Linked DNA regions of Rattus norvegicus: region 1 is linked to region 2. A link is a contact called in public Hi-C data. All regions are on one chromosome and are shown on one strand. Each heading gives the region's core, a stretch centred on a gene start, on an enhancer-like site or on the middle of the called end of the contact. The rest is flanking DNA. Distances are from core to core; before and after follow the strand shown. Region 1 overlaps Crybg3 (crystallin beta-gamma domain containing 3). Region 2 holds the start of Crybg3 (crystallin beta-gamma domain containing 3).

The links. A called contact is a pair of places that touch in the nucleus more often than the background predicts.
Region 1: a Hi-C map of frontal cortex shows a contact between it and region 2, with 2.5 times the contacts expected there. The contact joins the enhancer-like site here to the promoter of Crybg3 in region 2. A contact is called at or near these places in 9 of 12 Hi-C or Micro-C datasets (the A7r5 cell line, the Rat2 cell line, Schwann cells and 6 more).

The regions. Positions count from the first base shown.
Region 1 is chr11:54,279,401-54,282,100 of GRCr8, reverse strand. It overlaps Crybg3 (crystallin beta-gamma domain containing 3), which reads right to left. Exons shown (of 22, transcript XM_213639.11): 8 at 1,389-1,525; 9 at 507-621. Among named protein-coding and RNA genes, the nearest start is that of Crybg3, 62 kb to the right of the region's middle. Within about 2 kb of position 1,435, at least 32 of the 93 cell types and tissues checked have an H3K27ac peak or open chromatin away from gene starts, as enhancers often do.
Region 2 is chr11:54,217,141-54,219,840 of GRCr8, reverse strand. Crybg3 (crystallin beta-gamma domain containing 3) reads right to left here and starts at 1,442. Exons shown (of 22, transcript XM_213639.11): 1 at 1,109-1,442. The coding sequence starts at 1,257.

The DNA of each region.
Region 1 (2,700 bases), core at 186-2,685, 62 kb before region 2:
ATTTCTTATCATTTCTGCACTTTGTCCTCATTTCTGTTTTCCAAGGCACAGAACCAGGCACAAATAGCTTGTGCCTCAAAAAAAAAAAAAAAAAAAGAAAAAAAAAAAGAAAAAGTTTTCCCCAGAGATGCTGTAGGCGTTTATTTAGTCTTTAAAAAGGTAAACACTGAAAGAACGACCAGTTTATTACTAATGCCAAGTTTTCTATTCACTTCCAAACTGGAAGAGACAATCTACCACGACTAATTTTCTAATGAGCATCAACAAGACAGACTGAAGACTTTATTATTAAATACTTAAAATTTCAGAAAGCTGCGTGCGCTGTGATAGACTTGCCTCAGTTCCAAGTAAATGCAAGCGTTCTGTATGGTGTGAAGAGACACGCGATATGCGGTGTGGCGGTTCGGTGGGGCAAGCATTCTTGGGACTGAGGGCTATCGGCAAAGAGCGCAGCTGCGTGACCTGCACGAGTGGGTGCTGGGCAAGAGGAAGGTAAACCTGCTTACCATTTGAAGAGTCTGCAGCGATTTCATCTCTGCCGCAGAAATCTCGAAGAGCCCCTGGTCTTCCTCCAGAACTGTAGCTTGCCCCTTAAAGTTAACATCTGGGTAGGCCAGCCAACTGAACGAGGTACAAATGGTTGGTTAAAGTAGGATAATGATAGGCTATCTTGGCTGTCTACGAGGAAAAAGGACGATCAAGAAATCCCGTGATAGAATTACACTAATAAAATACACCAAAGTAACTATGAGGGGGTAGGCTAACACGTTTAAAGTATTTATAACTCATATAATCTCTACCTTCTAACTTGTTTCTGAGTATTGTGTATTAATTTCTGTTTTAGAATTTTCTTAAGACCTAAGACACGGGGCACCTTTAAGGCATGCAGACCATAACTTAAAGTTTTTGCTTGCTGGCCCACTCGTCCAGGACCCATCACTCATCACTAGGTGAGTGACATTCACTCAGCCTTTGCCTCTGGGAAGGGAGAAGGAGAAGACAGAGCAGTGACGTGGGCCTGGCGGTGGGAAGGGATCAGCAGATAAATGTTAAGATAGGAACCGCTCAGGCTCCAAAGCTGTAGATCAGAGACGTGCTTTTGTTTCTCAATCCCCAAACGCTGTTAGATAAAAAGACAATGGGATCTATCTATCTATCAGCAGGCTGTGCCTGCTCCTGGAAGTCGTTCATCAAAAGCCTTAATTGGATCTGAAGGAAGATGGAATCTGTATTAAGCCAGGGGGTAGGTAGTCTTTCTTGGGTATCCAGAAGCGTAAACAAGACCAACTAAGACTTCAGAATGCATGTGTCAAGTATTGAGACTGGAGGTAAAAACAGTTAACTTTAGTGGCCATTAATCACTACAATATAGAAAAGCTAACACATACACTCCTGACTTCACGGTGAAGGTCGAAGACTTGGGGATGTTCAGCTCTTCCAGATTGGGGATGGATCGGTGTATGTAGATGGGGCACCACCCAGGGTCAGACTTGGGGCGCAGCTCTATTTCCGGAATGCTGCAATCCTGCAGAAGAAAAACCGCCCTTGAAGTCATCTAGAGACACACGCGGGCTAGTGCTGTAAACACCCAGGACTCACGGTCACAATGATTTCATTGTGTAGTGGGATTCTCCACGAGAACAACACAGGGTGGAACTGTTAGTGCTTAAGCATGGGCTTTAAACAGTTTCTCTCAGGAGTCATGTGAATAGCCCGACAACTATATAAACATTGCGAGAAAAATTACTGTCTCTTTTTTTTTTTTGTTTTTTTTTTGTTTTTTTTTTTGGTTCTTTTTTCCGGAGCTGGGGACCGAACCCAGGGCCTTGCGCTTCCTAGGTAAGCGCTCTACCACTGAGCTAAATCCCCAGCCCCCTGTCTCTTTTTTAATGTTTTTTTTTCTTTTCTTTTTCTTTTCGGCTTCGTTTTAAAAACGCTTGTTCCACTAAGAGTGCCTCACTTACTAAAGGGTTGGAGTGCCAAAGGTCTGCAAGTCTTCCTTCTCAGAAGCATAACAAAGCCTTAAGGGAGGAAGGGACTTCAAAAAAAAAAAAAAGGCTGATCTCCTGGGGGACATTAAAAAAATAAATACAGGAGAGGCCCTGCCCCTCCAGTGTGTTTATCTGCTTTACATCAACAAAGGAGAAGGAACTGGAGGTGAGGAAAAAGGAAATGGATTTTCCTACTTGTGGGACTCTGCTTTTTTTCAGGGCAAGTTGGCTTATAAGTTATTACAGTCTTTGACTCTACCCTGGCCTTTAAAAAATGAGATACTCACTGTCAGCATGCCCCCGCACAACTTCCTTTAAAAATGACACTTGCCTAGTTCTTTTTAACCTGCTTCCACTGCTGCTGCAAACTGCAGCCATAACCCTAGGAGTCAGGCAGGAGTGCCTTTAAAGGCCCCAACTTCTCAGACCGCTCCTTCCCCTGAGACACTCCCAGGATCAGTGCACACCAGAGTGCTTTCTGGTTTTGCTTTTCCACAGTGTCAAGACCCACAGGCACTCCCCAGAGTTCTGCAGTCACACCCGGGGCCTCTCTGTTCTTTTCCACCCAACGTGGTTCTCTGGAAGTTTTATGCTCTTGATGCATCCTCTTTATAAAGGGGAATCTCTTATCATACCTAATAGTGGTGGTTAAAATATTGTCCTTTCTTAAGGGATTAGAATCACAATGATTTCTCTCTTTTCCCAAACT
Region 2 (2,700 bases), core at 193-2,692:
TGAGTCTGCCACTTTCAGATCACTGAAGTTTGTTAGCGAAGTTAGAGCCACGGCAGGTGAGGCACGACAGATTCCAAAACTACCGGGGAAACTTCGAGCCTTAAAAGCATCAACAACCAGGCCAATAGTATCTGAAATTCCAAGTAGGATAGCCAGTCAATTATAATCGGCCATTTCTTGGAAAGATGCATTATGCTAACAGGTGCTTACAGTAGAACATGTTCCACAATTAGGAAAACCGAGGAGCACGAAGGGCTAACAACAAATCACAAACCCTAAATAGTAATGGAACTAGAAGCGCCAGTGATTTCAGATCCATTTTTCTTTGAAGTCCATCAGCAAGTCTTTAGTCTGAGGTAAATATAGCTCTCTAGAGGGCAACCTTCCAAGGACATGGGTTACAGGTTCTTCTGGTGCAAGTGAAGTTGGCCTCACTTCTCAAAAAGAGAGGAGAGGTAGAAGGAGAGAGAGAGAGAGAGAGAGAGAGAGAGAGAGAGAGAGAGAGAGGGGGGGGGGGGAGGGAGGGAGGGAGAGAGAGGGAGGGAGGGAGGGGAGAGTTACCTCCTTTTGGAGATGAGGAAATTAAAAAAAAAAAAAACCGGACATTTTAATGAGACGAATTTTTAAAAATGTCAGTCTTTAAAGCAGCAGTAGAGGAAAAGAGGTTATGGAAAGAGTGCGCATAATAATCATTAAACTAAGCCAGCTCTCAGCTCCAGCCCCGGCTCCCCCAAATCGGAGCGCCTCAGTCAGATGTCCCAAGTGGGAGAGAGAGGAAGGAGGAAGGGCGGCAACATTTAAACTGTAAACAAATCTGGCGAAGACTCCAGATTCTGGAAGTAGTCTCGGAAAGCTCTTATCGCAACTCTTTTAGGAGTCACTTCGAGAAAACCTTAAGATGACAAAGCACGAAGCGGAGGGGCGCGAGGTTCCCTCGGCCGCTGCACAGCCTCCCACGAGTGGAGGGGACAGAGCCGGGAGCCCCGATGGCGGCGGGAAAGGAACCGGCCGGGAGCAAGAACTTCCCCAGATCTAAGCCACCCAGGGCGGGACGGGAGGAAACCCGAGCGAAGGAGGAAGGAGCGCACAGCGCCCCCGCGGCTCCCACCTGGCTGCACTCCGGTTCGCTCCCGCCGGCTGGCCGGTCCCCGGCTTCTCCTCCTCTTCCTCTTCCTTGTCCCGGGAAGGGTTCCGCGGAGCGAAGAACCGAGAGAAGCTGTGCCAGGGGGCGCTGCCCCTCCTGCGGCCGCCGGACATCTCCCCGCGCGCCGCCGGGCCGTCCGCGGGCCCCGACGAGCCGCTGGCCGGAGCGCGGGTGGCCGCAGCCCTGGCTCGCTGAGCACAGCGGGAGTCAGCGCGGGCGGCCGGCGGGGCTCTTCCAGCCTGGCCGGCACGAGCGCTCCCGTGCGGCTCCTCCTCCTGCCCGCGCCCGGAGCTGCCCGCCCCCGGGAGGAGCCAGCAGCCGCGACCGCCCCGTCGGCCGTAGCTCGCAGGTCCCGGAGAAGCAGCCTGGGGATGCTAGGCTCCGGCTTCCCGCTCAAACCACCACGGCCAGCAGCCCACTTGGCTTGGCCCACACAAACTGTAAATGCCTTGCTTCCCTTCCCTAGTTAGGATCGTTTTAAAACTGGGTAATCAAGTCTGGGGAAACACCTGGCAAGATGCAGCACCAGCTTGCCTGCCCTGCAGCCCTGCAAGCAAAACACAGCCTTTCTAAGGACAGTTTCAGCCGGCAGGGGAGAGCCCATCTGTCCAGCTGTCAGCACCTTGTTTCTGCTTCAGCTGGCTCAGATGTGGAGTAACTAACTCACCCAGGTGTGCTTCAGCTCTCACCCTTCACCTATGGGCCACTCCCAGAATCCTTTTTCAAGAAATGACCCTGATCAAAAACAAATGAGTCAAGTATGACTCAAACCAGAAAACGCTGAAACAAATAGTTTTGTTGTTGCGTAGATGTTACTGTATTCTGTAAGGCCAGAGGTTCTTAACATTATAATAAAATGACTTTGTAAACAGAGTAGCAGCTAGTTCAGAAAGCACAGTGCCACATTCACCCCAGGTGTATTGTCATATTTTGTCTGAAGTCAAATTCCAGAGATACAAAATTCAAGAAAGCAGTGGGGCATTTAATCACTAAAAGTTAGGTGGGCAAATAACATGAAAATAAGGTGATATCCCTCTGTGGTTGGCCTGAAAAGTGAGGAGCTTGCAGTCTGTCAGCCCCAAGTAATCATAGTCGGTTAAGGAGCCTTCCCGCTGCCCCACAGCTACCCCTTTGAACCATTTTCATCCTTCAACTGGATCTGAAACTCACGGTAACAGAATAAGAAAAAATTAGGATAAGATAAAATTAGACAGCATTAAAAAGTTGGCCAAGCTCACATTATCTTGAAAGAGAATAAGTATTAAAGATCTACTAATCAGAAAGCCCAGAAGGATTCAAAACCAAAAACCTGAAGCAAATTCTTTCCTGCAACTTCAAGGCCTAGAGAATAATGTGTCTCCCCAAAACAAGGTTAGCTGACTACCAGCTGCCTCACCCATTTGCCCTGTGAGGAAAGCGACCCTACACCTCAACGTTGGCACAGAGGGTGCAGGCAGGAGTCTGTCTGGGGGTAAAAGTGTCTGGCAGCCAATAAGATTATGAAGCAATTCTGATTTTCAATAATACTATTTCTCTCTATTAGGTGATAGTCCAGA